Linked DNA regions of Gossypium hirsutum: region 2 is linked to region 1. The links are chromatin contacts, called in public Hi-C maps. All regions are on one chromosome and are shown on one strand. The core of a region is the stretch at or near the end of the contact, and the rest is flanking DNA. Distances in the headings are between cores, read along the strand shown. Region 1 holds the start of LOC107892221 (glycerol-3-phosphate dehydrogenase [NAD(+)]). Region 2 has its middle 4.5 kb from the start of LOC107892209.

What was found. Hi-C and Micro-C count contacts between places; a contact is called where the count stands out from the background.
Region 2: a contact with region 1 is called in a Hi-C map of leaf, with 2.6 times the contacts expected there. The contact joins the enhancer-like site here to the promoter of LOC107892221 in region 1. A contact is called at or near these places in 2 of 34 Hi-C or Micro-C datasets (both in leaf).

What each region holds. Positions count from the first base shown.
Region 1 is chrD09:10,558,822-10,566,159 of Gossypium_hirsutum_v2.1, reverse strand. It overlaps LOC107892221 (glycerol-3-phosphate dehydrogenase [NAD(+)]), which reads left to right and starts at 4,707. Exons shown (of 12, transcript XM_016817235.2): 1 at 4,707-4,853; 2 at 4,963-5,701; 3 at 5,941-6,017; 4 at 6,110-6,182; 5 at 6,315-6,532; 6 at 6,623-6,730; 7 at 6,872-6,935; 8 at 7,015-7,052; 9 at 7,139-7,259. The coding sequence starts at 5,374. LOC107892218 (pectate lyase) reads left to right here and starts at 2,584. Exons shown (of 3, transcript XM_016817234.2): 1 at 2,584-2,743; 2 at 2,828-3,707; 3 at 3,794-4,163. The coding sequence starts at 2,625. The coding sequence ends at 4,018.
Region 2 is chrD09:10,815,250-10,822,502 of Gossypium_hirsutum_v2.1, reverse strand. No RefSeq gene overlaps it. Among protein-coding and RNA genes, the nearest start is that of LOC107892209, 4.5 kb to the left of the region's middle. Within about 2 kb of position 3,007, at least 1 of the 9 cell types and tissues checked has an H3K27ac peak or open chromatin away from gene starts, as enhancers often do. A contact at or near this core is called in leaf, where this site is marked.

The sequences.
Region 1 (7,338 bases), core at 3,458-5,957:
TCACCATGTCCACGAAAACCGTGAAACCCACTTGATGGTGAGGGGTTGGGTATCTAGTTTTGGCCGTCAAAATTCATCTGTCATTTTCTCTGCTACCTAAATTGACGATCGATAAAATATTATATTTTCATTTTATAAGGGAAAGGTATGGGTATCTAAGGATCAATTTTAAAATATGATATATAAAATTCATTTTAATGATAAATTCTTGCCATTATACCATAGGCTCAGTTGATACAAAATAAAATTACTAAATATATAGGAAAAAATATTTGATGCATTGTCGATGCATAGGTTCCATGCTCTATCGATGAATAATAACATAACACCTCATCATTAAATAAAATAAAAAATAGTGGAGGGCATATAAATAAATATTAATAAGTTTATTTAAATATAATTAAATAATAATTAATTATAAATAAGTGCTTAAACCTTGAAACCTAAGCTTAAAACCCTTGACTCTAAACTCAAGACTCCAAACCCTTAAAAATAAGATCCCTAAATCCGTGAGTTATTAATATTTATTTATAATAGTTACAATTAATGTTTAATTATGTTTCAATAAAATTATTAGTATTTTTTAGAAGTTCTTCATATATATAGTTTTTAATTTAATAATAATATGTTATATTATTATTCATTGATAATGTATAAGGCTTATACACTAATGATACATCAAATATTATTCTGATAAATTAATTTCGATAAATATACCGTATTAAGTGTGGTTAAACCTATGATATCGTTTTGAATATATTAGGTCTGCAAGAACCATATATAGAATCATAGGCCAAAACAATAAAGGAATGTTAGTTACTTGTAGTTATTATTATAACTCTAATTAATAAAATAAATAAATAAATAAAGTAAAGGACTAGAGGTCCAAATTTCAGCCTCCTATTTTTGTATAAAATAAACATACATGTAGGCCATTATAGCTCCAATTGCCACTTCCCAATTTCAATGTCATTTTCTTAGGGTAAGAAATAAGTTTTAATTGTTTATTTTAATTGTTAAATTAGGAAATATTATTAATTATCTTAAAAATATTGTATGACTATCTTAATTTTGGGGAAGTCATCAAAAGATGTTAAAATATTGGGTCAAAATCTATTTTATTACTTTTTCATCCATTAATATTCCATACAATGATCATCACGATTCAAATAAATAAAACTCAATATTAAATCTTAAAGTCAAAATTTTCATCCTTACTAGCGTACATGTTGATAAGATCCTTAGCTGATATTAAGGAACAATGAGAAAAAGGGTACAATGTATGTACATATCTTCATTAGTTGGCTTTCTATGACATGTTAGTAAGTCAAAAAAAACCCGTCCAAAAATTTCAAGTTTTGCAAGAAATAGTGTTGGGCAAAACATGATCCAATCATGTTCCATTAATTTTGTTGAGCAAATTATGGATATAATTGGAAAGTTTGATGGTTTCTTTAACTAGTTCTTTCCTCGACAAAATATTGATTAAAATCGAATTAAGAAAATAATTCGAATCATTCGAGAGAGTGAATTAAAATATGTTAAGTTTAATGGGTTTTAATATTAATAATCAAATTCATATATTTTAAAATATAATAAAAAGTCGAAGTCCATTATAATATTCTTCAAATTCAAATAAGTATACTCATTATTTAAAGGTTAGATTATGCTATTAGTCCATGTACCATGCATTAGTTGTGGATTTAACCCCTACATCTCTAATTCGGTCATTTTCAGTCTTTGTACTCTTTTTAATTTTGAAATTTTAGTTATAACTAAATGATAGCTATTAATTTTATTAAGTTATATGATGTTATTTCTAAAATTTGATGTAACAAGCATACTATTCCATATGTAATGCTATGTAATTTTACTATTTGCGCACATTACTCACAAAAAATTAATTAATAAAATTAATGGTTGTCATTTAAGTCAAGATAAAAATTTTAAAATTTGAACTGTATAAAAATTGGAGGAATTGGACTAGATCTACAACTTTAAACATAGTACAAGACTAATAGTAGAATTTAACTATTACCGTTAGGTTAAGATTAAAATTTTAAAATTTAAAAAATACAAAGACTAAAATTGACTAAATTAAAGTTCATAAACTAAATCCACAAGGACTAATGTCAAACTTTTACGATATTCAAAACTCAAATCCAACCAAAATTATAAATTTCTCAACTAAATCTAACATTTAAAGAAAATAATGAAATACAATAATATTTCTTAAATCGTTTTGGTTAACCAACTCAACATGATTCAGTTATTGGATTCCATTATATACCCTAATGGCAAGAAGGGCTGGCCATTAAAGGGACACTTTTTATGCCTAGTGTGATGAATTGCAAACTCAAAGTAGACTCAATAAATTCAATAAAATTGACTTTGATTAATATGTGTCTGAAATTGTTGACGCCTGATTAACGATTTAAACTACCCATACGAGACTCCCCAAGACTTGAACAAATTTAAACCCTTAAATTGCTATTTGGACCCACCTGCTTAGCTTAATCACGCCTTACCTCTCGGCTTTTACCCTTTATATAAGTCCCCCACATTGTACGATGCCTAGCCACCCCACTACCTCCATTGGCTCCCACTTTATCACTATTCCAAAAATGGGATCGTCAACATTTTCATATATCTTTCACATTCTCTTCATTTCCCTCCTTGTTCCAAATCTAGCTTCTTCCTCGCCAGTTCAAGATCCTGAATTTGTTGTTGATGAAGTTCACAAGTAATTCATTTATATACTCTTACAATGTTTATATTGTATAAGATTAATGTGTACATATATGCATTGGTATGTTTTCATTTGCAGGAGTATCAATGCTTCGAGGAGGAACTTGGGTTACTTGTCATGTGGAACAGGAAATCCCATTGATGATTGTTGGAGGTGTGATCCGAACTGGGAGAAGAACCGGCAAAGGTTAGCCGATTGCGCGATTGGGTTCGGGAAGCATGCCATGGGAGGCAAAAATGGTCGAATCTATGTTATTACGGATGCCGGCGATGACGACCCGGTGAACCCTAGGCCGGGTACTTTAAGGCATGCTGTGATTCAAGACGAGCCATTGTGGATTATTTTCAAGAGAGATATGGTGATTACGTTGAAACAAGAATTGTTGATGAACTCTTTCAAGACAATAGACGGTCGAGGTGCGAGCGTTCACATATCGGGTGGACCATGCATCACCATCCATTATGTGTCGAACATCATAATCCATGGCATCCACATACATGATTGTAAACCCGGGGGTAGTACAATTATAAGAGACTCTCCCCATCATGCAGGGCATTGGACTCCATCGGACGGTGATGGTGTCTCAATCTTTGGCAGCAAGAATATATGGGTTGACCATTGTTCATTGTCGAATTGTCATGATGGACTCATCGATGTCATCCATGGATCCACCGCCGTGACTATATCAAACAACTACATGACCCATCATGATAAAGTCATGCTTTTGGGCCACAGTGATTCCTATATGCAAGATAAAAACATGCAAGTCACTGTTGCCTTTAACCATTTCGGGGAAGGTCTAATTCAAAGAATGCCAAGGTGTAGACTTGGATATTTCCATGTGGTGAACAACGATTACACCCATTGGGAAATGTACGCCATTGGTGGCAGTGCAAACCCTACTATCAACAGCCAAGGAAACAGGTTTCTAGCACCCAATGATAGATCAAAGAAAGAGGTAATTAATTTTCAAAGTCCTCATTAGCACGAGTTAACTCATATATATCACCATTTTCACACTACCATATGTAATGATTTTTGTAGGTGACCAAGCATGAGAATGCACCAGAGAGTGAATGGAAACGCTGGAACTGGAGATCCGAAGGAGACTTGATGTTGAATGGAGCCTTTTTCAGGCAAACCGGTGCTTCTGGTGCATCTTCAACCTTTTCTAGGGCTTCGAGCCTTAGTGCTAGACCATCTTCTCTTGTGGGTACAATGACAATGACTGCTGGCGCACTCAAATGTAGAAGGGGTTCCCACTGCTAGTTTTAAACTTATAATTAGCAGTTTAATTATAATTTAGTCTTTTTGTTTCTTTTAAGAATGTAATGAAACGACGACCTCTGCATGTTGCCTGAAATTGGACACAACTTGGATTAATCATTAATCCTATACAGTTAATTTGTAGTAATTTTCTGTATTGATAGATCAAAGCATGCAACTGCAGTTTAGGGTTGCTTTTATGTAATCTGCTATAAGTGGCTAAAGTGTACTTTTTCATGAAAGTGATTGTCTTTATTGATAAGAGAGTTTTGCTTGTTTTATCTACATAACGTATAAAAAGTATATATTTTATATCTCTTAAATGCTTTCATGGATAAAAAGTCAAACCAAAGCATTAATTATAATGGAAAAAGATAAAAAGTATTTATATAAAATGTTGTGAGCGTTTGGATAATTGTCACCGAAAAAGTTATTGCTTTTGAAGTACCAAAATGTCAATGCAAACAAACCCAATTAATCATCAATTAATTTATTCTTTGTCGTTGAAAAAAATTAAAATATAGAATTTTACTAATAAAAACTTAATAATAATAGTAATAGTATTCCTTAAAAAATTAATAATAGTAATAACCAAAAATGGAAAACCTTAATTTAGAAAATTAATAATAGTAATAATCATGCGATCTAGTTTTGATGTGTGAAACAAACAATGGTTTATAGGAAGAAAATTTTCATATAAAAAGGAGCAACTAAAAGCCAAGTTTTGGGCGTAAATCATGGAGAAACTGAATATCTGAGCTAGACCGCAATGTGATTTGAGTAGAGTGGGAATGCAAGACAGAATCTCCCGCATGCACTCATAGCTTCAAGCTTTTTGGTATGTTTATTACATTGTGATTAATTAAAGTCAGTCACTGTCTCAAACATTTGCAAATGCCAATTGCAATTTACTAAACTTCTTTCTATCTCATATCATCTTCTTGCAGACCTTTGCTTTTACCATGAATATCAAGTATCTCTCCCTATCTATCTCTATATATTGACCCAACCAGTTTTGGGCTAAAATATATTGACCCATTAGAAAATGGGTCTAAGATATTTCTTTATTGAAATGGACCCAAGACAAGTTCCACGACGGTTTTTGTTCTTTGGATCATAGCCTTCATTGGTCTCACTTTCATTTTTATTCACTGATAAATTGCCAAAACAACCATGTCATTACAAAATTACTTTGCAAAGTGAGGTCCAAACTTGCAGTAGTTTTGACTTGGAAAGAAAACCCGAAGGAAGAAAGCAAAAGCAACATAGAGTAGATCGCCAACTTCAACAAATGAAAGCATAAAAGATAACTTTGTTTCATTGTTTGTGACGACAACGTGTCTGTCATCTCCGCCCTCATGCGCTTTCATTTCCCCTTATATTCTTCTTCATCTTTCTCCCTCTTTTCTGACTTCACTTTCATTTCTTCATTGCCACTCATCTTTTCTTCCTCCCATTTCTCCCCTTTCATTTCAATGGCTCCTGCTTTTGAACCTCTCTCTCCCCCACACCAAGAAGCTGAACCCCAAACTGCAACACCCCATCACGCTGACACTGTAAACAATTTTGGGAATGATGGTCAAGTTGTCTCTAAATCAAAGGTCACTGTTGTTGGTAGTGGTAATTGGGGTAGTGTTGCTGCTAAGCTCATTGCTTCTAACACTCTCAAGCTCAACTCTTTTCATGGTATTTGTCTACCCTTCACTCATCTTTTTGTTTCTTGCATGATTTTCCGTTTCTTTCAACGATTTAGAAACCGGGGAAAAGCTCCCCAAAGATGTTAGCTTGTGAGATTCATATGGTGGAATGATGAAAAAGATTACTTAACTATGTTTAGAAGTATTGAGATTTGATAATACTAAGTGGAAGTTTTTATGGTTTTAGATTTGGAATTGAATTGCAATTTGTTCTAATGAAAAATCCAGATGAAGTGAGGATGTGGGTATTTGAGGAGACATTGCAAACGGATGAAAAGCTTACAGATGTCATTAACAAAACTAATGTGAGCACTTGAAAACATTCATTTTCTGTCCATTTGTTTATTTTCTTGTAGATTTTCTCAACCTGTAAGTGGGCTTGCTTTTGTTTCACTAGGAAAATGTTAAATACCTTCCTGGTATTAAGCTCGGCAAAAATGTCATTGCGGATCCAGACCTCGACAATGCAGGTAATCAATTTCCCCTTTTTTCTTTACATTTCTTGTACCCTTTTTGCTTCATTTATATTCTTGAATGCTTGTAGCTAGGGTAGTTAGGGATAGATGTTCACTATGTTTACGGTTGAAATCGAAATTCTGCAGTAAAAGATGCAAACATGTTGGTCTTTGTGACCCCTCATCAATTTATGGAGGGCATATGCAAGAGGCTTGTTGGTAAAGTAAGGGGAGATGTTGAGGCTATTTCTCTTATTAAAGGGATGGAGGTCAAAATGGAAGGCCCTTGTATGATCTCCAATCTTATATCCGAGCAGCTCGGCATCAATTGTTCTGTTCTAATGGGGGCAAATATCGCAAATGAGGTAATCAGTTGATATACTTGAGAAGTTCACATACAAATTACAGTGTCATTTTGCCATTGGTTTCTCACAAGTAACTAGTTGAGCCTATAGATCGCTGTGGAGAAATTCAGTGAAGCAACGGTTGGATATCGAGACAATCGAGAGATTGCGGAGCAATGGGTTAAATTATTCAGTACCCCTTATTTCATGGTCACTCCTGTGAGTAATATTGCTACACTTTTTTCATTCGAGCTCTAATTAATATCAGAATCATGAATTGTTGAATTGGTACAGAGCATAAAGTACGAATGTAATGCATTTTAAGAAATATTTTGGCCTTCTGTTTTCACGAACAAACAGGTCCAGGATGTGGAAGGGGTTGAACTATGTGGAACTTTGAAGAATGTTGTGGCCATTGCAGCTGGTATGTAATACAGTAACATGTTTTCATCCTTCTACACAAACTTATGAATTAAAAGCAATCCTAATTCTTAATCTTACAGGTTTTGTGGATGGACTTGAGATGGGAAATAACACAAAGGTTCTTACATATGATTTTTCTTTTTTAAAAATAAGTCTTTCATATTCTTGGCCGTCATTTCTCACTGTTACTATGTAAATTATTAGGCTGCGATAATGCGAATTGGTCTAAGAGAGATGAGAGCTTTCTCCAAACTGTTATTTTCATCTGTTAGGGATAGTACCTTCTTTGAAAGCTGCGGAGTTGCTGATGTCATCACAACATGCTGTAAGAGCACATACATATCCAGACCTTCTATTTGAGAAAACTAATCTACTTTGGTTCTAAAACTATTACATTCGTCGCA
Region 2 (7,253 bases), core at 1,758-4,257, 260 kb before region 1:
AAACAGAAATAAATGAAATTTCCGTTGCCAAGCATTACCATATTGTTTTCTTCTCTATACATTTTACGTGTTCTTTGCATTGCCTTGTCCATTGTTCTTTGAGGATTAAAAAAAATATCAAATTAAAAACAAAATTTAAACCCAGGACATGACAAATATTTAAGTACAAAATTATTAATAAAATACTTGAATTGGTATTACTTATTAAATTAAATTTAAATAATTCGAAAATATTTTAACTTATTCGAAGCACTCTAATGACACCTATGAGAAAGAGTTGGAAATTTTAGGTCACGGAGAGAAGTAATTTCTTGATGGGTTAACTTTTATGTCTCCAACATAATATAATATTATATGTTTTCGTTTTCTTTATTGAAGAATATATCTATGGAGCAAATCAGAAGCTGCCAGGGCAGGCCTTAGTCTCTTCTTTTTTTCACATGTAAATGGAAGTAAACATAAAGATTTAAAATATATAGGCATAAAATTTGGGTTTTGAAGGAAACATAAAGATTTAAAATATATATGCATATTATAGGTTGGTGAGACTCTTTCTTAGCTTAAGTTGTTGCATGTGGATGATATTGGTTTGGTAATTGATTGTAGACAATTATGGTATGCTTTTTCAAATACTTATTTTGATATATCGGATTTAGATTGTTGACAAGTGTGTCTGTACATTAGTTTTAGCTTTCAATTATTTTTTTTGTTGGATTTATATAAAGTAATTCTCTTTTTAGCGTGGGCGATTTTATCATAGTCGAACTACTTTAAATTTGTTACTTATCTCTTTTCTATCCATGATATCTTAGATGATGATTGTTCTTATGTTTTATGTGAGAACGAGAGAAACTAGATTTGAGTGTATCCGGTAAACTTAATGACTTGATCTAAGTGCTTTCCTTTTTATTTTCTCTTTGGTATTCCGTTATAAAAAAAAAAGTATGGTTTTGATTTAAAAAAGGGAAGAAAAAATGACTATAGGTATGGGAGGAAACAACCAAAACCATATGACTGAATGGCACAGCTATGGCCATATCTATGTGGGACATTTCATTAGGAGTTTTCAAATTTCATAAGCCCCACAAGATAGGAGTAGTAGTACTATTTTATATAAAAACCTTTTCATGGGTTTTTTATTTGTTTACTTATTACTAAATTATTTACGGGATAAGATTTTGAAGTGTTCCTATCATTTACAAAACTTGACTTTTCTTCATTTTGGTAAGAAAAAAAGGACCTTCTTCTTTTGTCTTGTACATTAAGGCCATAGAGTGGTTCATCTCTCTCAAACAAACATAAAATCTTAGGGATTCTAAGACAACATACACTAAGCTAAGCAATAGTTAGCTATTGACTTAACTCCCAATAATTTTAATGATAATATTGGCTTCTTTTTTCCATAGCTACTTTTCAATTTTAGAAGTTAGACATTTTTCAAGGGTAAAACTTAGATATTAGAAGAGTTTTTTTATTATTATATTACAATCGACTTGGCCCTGAGTTAAGTCATAGTTCAATATTTTTCTTGTCAAAATGGTTTCTTTTTAAATTTGTCTTAATTCATTTATCCAAATTCATCATTCATTTGATATTAAAATTTTAAAAATATTTTATTAATATGTATTTTAGAATTAATATAAATATGAAGAATTTTTTAATTAAAAAATAGTTATTGGGATTAAGTCGAACTGTCAGGTCTATTGGACAACTAAAGTACTTTAATTCACATCTAGAGTAGACTTAATAGCAAGGCTTTTGATCGACCCTCTATTCCGCACATGTAAACGCATGAATTTTAACCATGTAGTAACCAAATCTTTCCCTTATCATTTACTTTTGCACTCTAAAAGGTAGTATATATGAAAAAATAACTAGTTTAATATATAAATTGGCTCATGATCTTCGTAAATTTTTTTCAAATTAGTCCTTAATTCTTCTTGAATCACATTAACCTCTAAAGATAGCATTTATGATTAACACCATTAATTTTATAACAGTTGAGTGACATGACTAAACACAATGATGACACATGAACAAACAGGGGAGCAACATGTTTCTTCCTATTTAATTATTCTAATATATATATTCAATAAATGTAAATAAGTTTTAAAATATAAGTAATATATGCAAGTTATAAAAGTTAAGAAAATTGAATATATATAATTGAAAAAACAGTTCAAATTTACAAAAATAATATTAAAATATACTTAAAATTTTAGAAAATTACAGAAAAATGAAAAAATATTTAACGATTCAAAAAATTGACTGATCAATATTTTTGTAATTTAATTTTTAAATTTTATAAAATTTTAACAATATGTTCTCTTTTTATTGAATTTTTTAAAATATTTTTTGAATTTTTAACTAATTGTTTTGTTTTATGTTTTGAATTATATATTAATTTTTTGAATTTTTATAATATATATTTCTTATATTTTCTAAAACAATTTTTTTTAAAATTTTTGAAGTTTTTTTTTTACAATTTTTAGAATAATTATAGAGGAAGACACTTGTTGTTTTCTTGTTTGTCCGTGTGTCACATCCTAATTTCGCCACATCACCCAAATATTTAAAAACTAACGGTGTTGACCATAAGGATCAATGTGATAAAAAAATCTAGAAGCCAATTTGAGAAAGTTAGCAAGTTTCGTTTATTGTCGTTAACTGGATACATTTACAATATGCAAACGCTGAGAATTAAATTTATTATCATGTCATATATTATCTTTCTGTCACCCAATCAACGTAGTTAATAAATCAAATAATTGAATAATTATTTTGTAATTTTTCATGATTTGGTGACTAAACAAATCTTAATAATAATTGGGTGACTAGTTTACCCTAAATAAAAATATGCATTGATGATATGTTTGTATATCTATACATACACGTAGGTGTATATATTATGTGTACTTCTTACATTACGATGAGAGTAGGGAGGGTCCAATTATTTAAATTAGGCCCGATTCATTGGGATGAAGTGGCCTATATATGTGTGCCATGATTGGCCCAGTTAAGACCAAAGAATCAAAAACAAGCTTTGCATCAACGAGTTCAGTTTCACCCCTCGGATTAATGCAATCTTTTCATTGAAAACTAAAATTAAAGAAACAAATTTAAGATTACCCAAACCAAGAAGTCATCGCCAAATTTACTTTCTTTTATGAAATCAACTCTAAGGACTAAAATTTTTATGATAATTTAGATGTTTTGAAAAACGTTAATTCAATTAAATTTTTTGTTTATAATATTCCCACTACATAGGACTTTATTCAATCGGTTATGCACTATATTTGTCCCTATAAAATATCAAAAAATTAATAGGTTATCTATATTTTAAAAATGATTGTTATTACTGTCTAAATTTTACTGGTTAACAGTTTTTTTAACTTTTTCGTTGATGAAATATTTTGATTTTTACTGTTATAACATTTATTCTAATCTAAATAAATAAAAGCAATTTAGAGTTTTCAAATAAAGAAATAATTATGTTAACAAAAGAAAAAGAAAAAAAAATTTGTTACCAGTAAAAATAAAGAAATAATTAAGTGAGTAATATTTAAAATTTTAAAAACACATTGTTAATTTTGATAATTTTAATATAAAAATATTAAGTAATTATATTTAAAATTTAATTACATAAGATTTGTTCAAAATCTTAGAAAGCTTTAAACTAAAAAAGTTACATGCATTTTTTTTAATGTATACATGCCTCCTTTTTTGTTAACTCTAAACTTTCTTTGATAAGTGCGATTTAGAAATTTCAAAAAAAAAATTAAATAAGGAATATTATTTGGTAAATTGATACATAAGTAGGGTTAGGGATTGACATGTGTCTTATAAAAATATATTGTCAGTGTACCAAATATTTATCCTTTAAATAATAAACTTCTAAGTATCTATGATTAATTTAATAGTTTTATTATAAAATTAATTTAATTTTAACTCATAAAAAACATAAATTATATATATTTAATAAAGTTAATTTATTTAAAATATGAAAACATAGGTGTCTCCCCTTATTTAAGTAATTACTTTTAATTCACAATCAACAAGAATTGACATCCTCACTAAAGATTCACTCAAAGCACTTAAAGCACTCAAAGTGTTTAAGGTTCAATAAATATTCACTCAAAATTAAATTTCCATAGGCTTGCTTGAAAATTAAATTTCCACCACTATAAAATGATATGACACATTAATCAAAAAGTCTTTAAGAGGTTATAATGGGGCTTAGGTTAAGGGTGTGAAAAAAACAACTAGAAAAAGTGGTTATAATCGAGATCGAGTTGATAAATTACCAAACTAAAAAAATAAATAAATGTTGAATTAAAAGAAAGTGCATCAATCAATACTATTCAAGAATAAAAAGGAGATTCTCAATAAAATATGAAATTAACTATTCAAGCTCAATTAACAAAGAATTAATCAATATTTTTTTTCGATTTTTTGAAGTAGAACAATAAGAATTAATTCAGCAATTCAAACAAATAGCATAGTTAGGCAACTAGCCAAATCAAATCTCAACAAAAAAGGGGTCAATAAAACTGGAAAGATTCACAACGAAAAAAAATGGGTTATGAGTTAACATTCACGGGTTAATCAAGAAAATGTGTGTTAGGCTCAACAGGGTTCACTAAGGGTTAATTCAATAGGCAGGTTTTTTATAGGTTAAGTGGGTTAAAACCTAAGTGTCTTTATCATCTCAGTATATCAAATCAAAGGTGTGGTCTCGACAAGCATAATCGAAGCACGTTCTAGAATAACAAATCAAGTTGACACACTCATAACCAATAATAAAATGAGCATGAAAAATGTATGCTTTATAGGCTCAAAATCTCACAAAAAATCATGGTTTTGATGTCACACTTGCAAATTTAAAACTTCAAGATAATACCACAATTCAGGGAAAAACCTAAAATTTTTAATTTCTGAAAAATACTCATCATGATTGACTCTCTATGTCTTAAATTTTAAATCAACCAATGCACAAATATCTACAAATTATTCCAAAACAGCATCATTAAAAATCCCAAATTGAAAACAATTCACTCTAATGGAAGTATGAGAAAATTACTTAAACATAAGAAATAATTCAGGGATTTTATAATAGTAATATAAATAACCTCCCCACACTTAAGACATATATTGTCCTCAATGTACAAACAAATATAAGCATAGAATAAGCAGAATATCATAAGAAAGGGAGAAAGCTGAAACTGCCCTAAATATAGATGAAATCGCCAAAATAGTGAAAACCGAAATTGTAGGCAAATCTAAATGTAGTGCATGGTTTCGAGCAAACTAATAAGAAAATAAACGCAAATAAGGAAGAAGATTAAGAGGTTACAAACTCAACTAGAAACAACCATAAAAATAAAAATAGAGTTCGAGAGAAAAATAAACTAAAGAAGTCAAAGAAATAAAAAAAACAACTAAAAACAAAAAGAAAATGAAAATGAAAAGAAAATAAATAAGATTAATGATCTTCATCATGAGAGTCATCGGGATCGTGAGGCGCCGGCGTTGTAGAAGAAATGTGGAAATACTGAAAGATCTACTACAAGGTCACATCAATACTGTTGAACCGCTTAAAACAGTGTTGCTCGAAACGAGTGAACCGCTTGGAGAGGTCCACTAGGGCGACAACAGGAGTAGTAGTAGGGTGACTCTAAGGTGAATGATGAGGTGGATCCTCATGATGGAAAGAGATATCATCAATAAAGTCCGCATGCTCATTTTGAGGGTCGGAATAAGATAATCGGTATCGAGGAGGATCTAGTCCACGCAGTCGCTCGATCATCCTCATCTGACTTATACTCGATAACCCCTACGAGGACATCTATCCAACTAGTATGAAGGAGGAGGACTGTTTCAGAGTGTCGAGGAGGCCAGAATGTCATGCGAGGTGAGTCACGTAAGGGCCTAAGTAGATAGGACCCTTCTTATTGCGTTCTGTCTGATGGCGACAAGCTAGGGTGATGAAGTTGGCAAGATCAAGGTGTGTCCCATCACCATGTTCCAAAATAAATATGCGTCGAATGTACCGACAAACCCGGTACTCTCTCTTCGATTGGTCAATGTGTGGACCAATATGGCATGAATATAGCACAAAGTCGGAGAAGGGAAGTCACCTTCAACTAACTCGAGTCATAAGACGTTGTACTAGCCATAAGTTGTGTCCAGCATAGAGACGACGAATAATGGATGTGCCGGTATAAAGTGAGAAACCCCTCGGCATTTATGAACCCCTCAGTATAGAGTCTTAAAGTAGCTCTGAATTCCGGGACGCTCAGATAGTGCATCGTATCGCCAAGTCGGAAAGTAATAGTGCCCATCTCATCATGGCTTGACATCATGTGCTGAAGAACAAATGTTGAAAAAAATATAAGGTCAGCTCCGAATTGGTGGGCTTGACGATGGAAAAGAAACAACCTCAATGAGCTGTAGCAATCAGTGCGTGGACTCGATCAACTAGAGAATATGCTCCAAGGCTGCCCAATCAATACAATGACCTAATCCTAGTGGCCACTGTCGGAGATGCTAATAGAGGTCCTCTTAAGGACCCTGTGAAAATCGTAGACACGGATGGCGTGCCTTGGCAGAAGGGCCCGAAGAAGAGGTCACGTTTGGCGTCTTCCACTTTTTCAAAACGGGGACTGTGACCTTAGATTTTCCTCTCGTGTTCGTCATGACGTACCTGAAATAAAGGGTAATCCCCTAAATCAATAGGAAATAAGATGGACAAAACACAACAATCATAATAAACATAATAACGTAGTCCAATAAAAACACGACTAATGAACCTAAACGAACAACGAATCTCAATGAAATATGAAACACATAATAAATAAATAAATAATAAGACAACACGAATGAGAATAAAAATGAAAAACAAAGTAATACAAATAAAAACGAAATTTAATATGCAAAATAATACGAAAAAGACAAACATATAATCAAAACAACTAATCCTAATAAACGAATAGAAAATCGAACCAAAAAATGTACTGGATGAAATTGATACTAATCATAATAATAAGAATAATAAAATAATAAACAATAATAAAAAAGAAAGAAAAAATAATAAGAATAATAAAAATAATAGTAAAAATAATAATAGAAATAAACAATAATAAGAAAAAGAAAAGGGTAAACGGTGGAGCACGGCACCGATTAACAGTGGTTGGAGGGGTGCGCATGGTGGTTGGTCTTTGAAAGATGCAGAGAAAATGAGCAGTGGAGGAGGC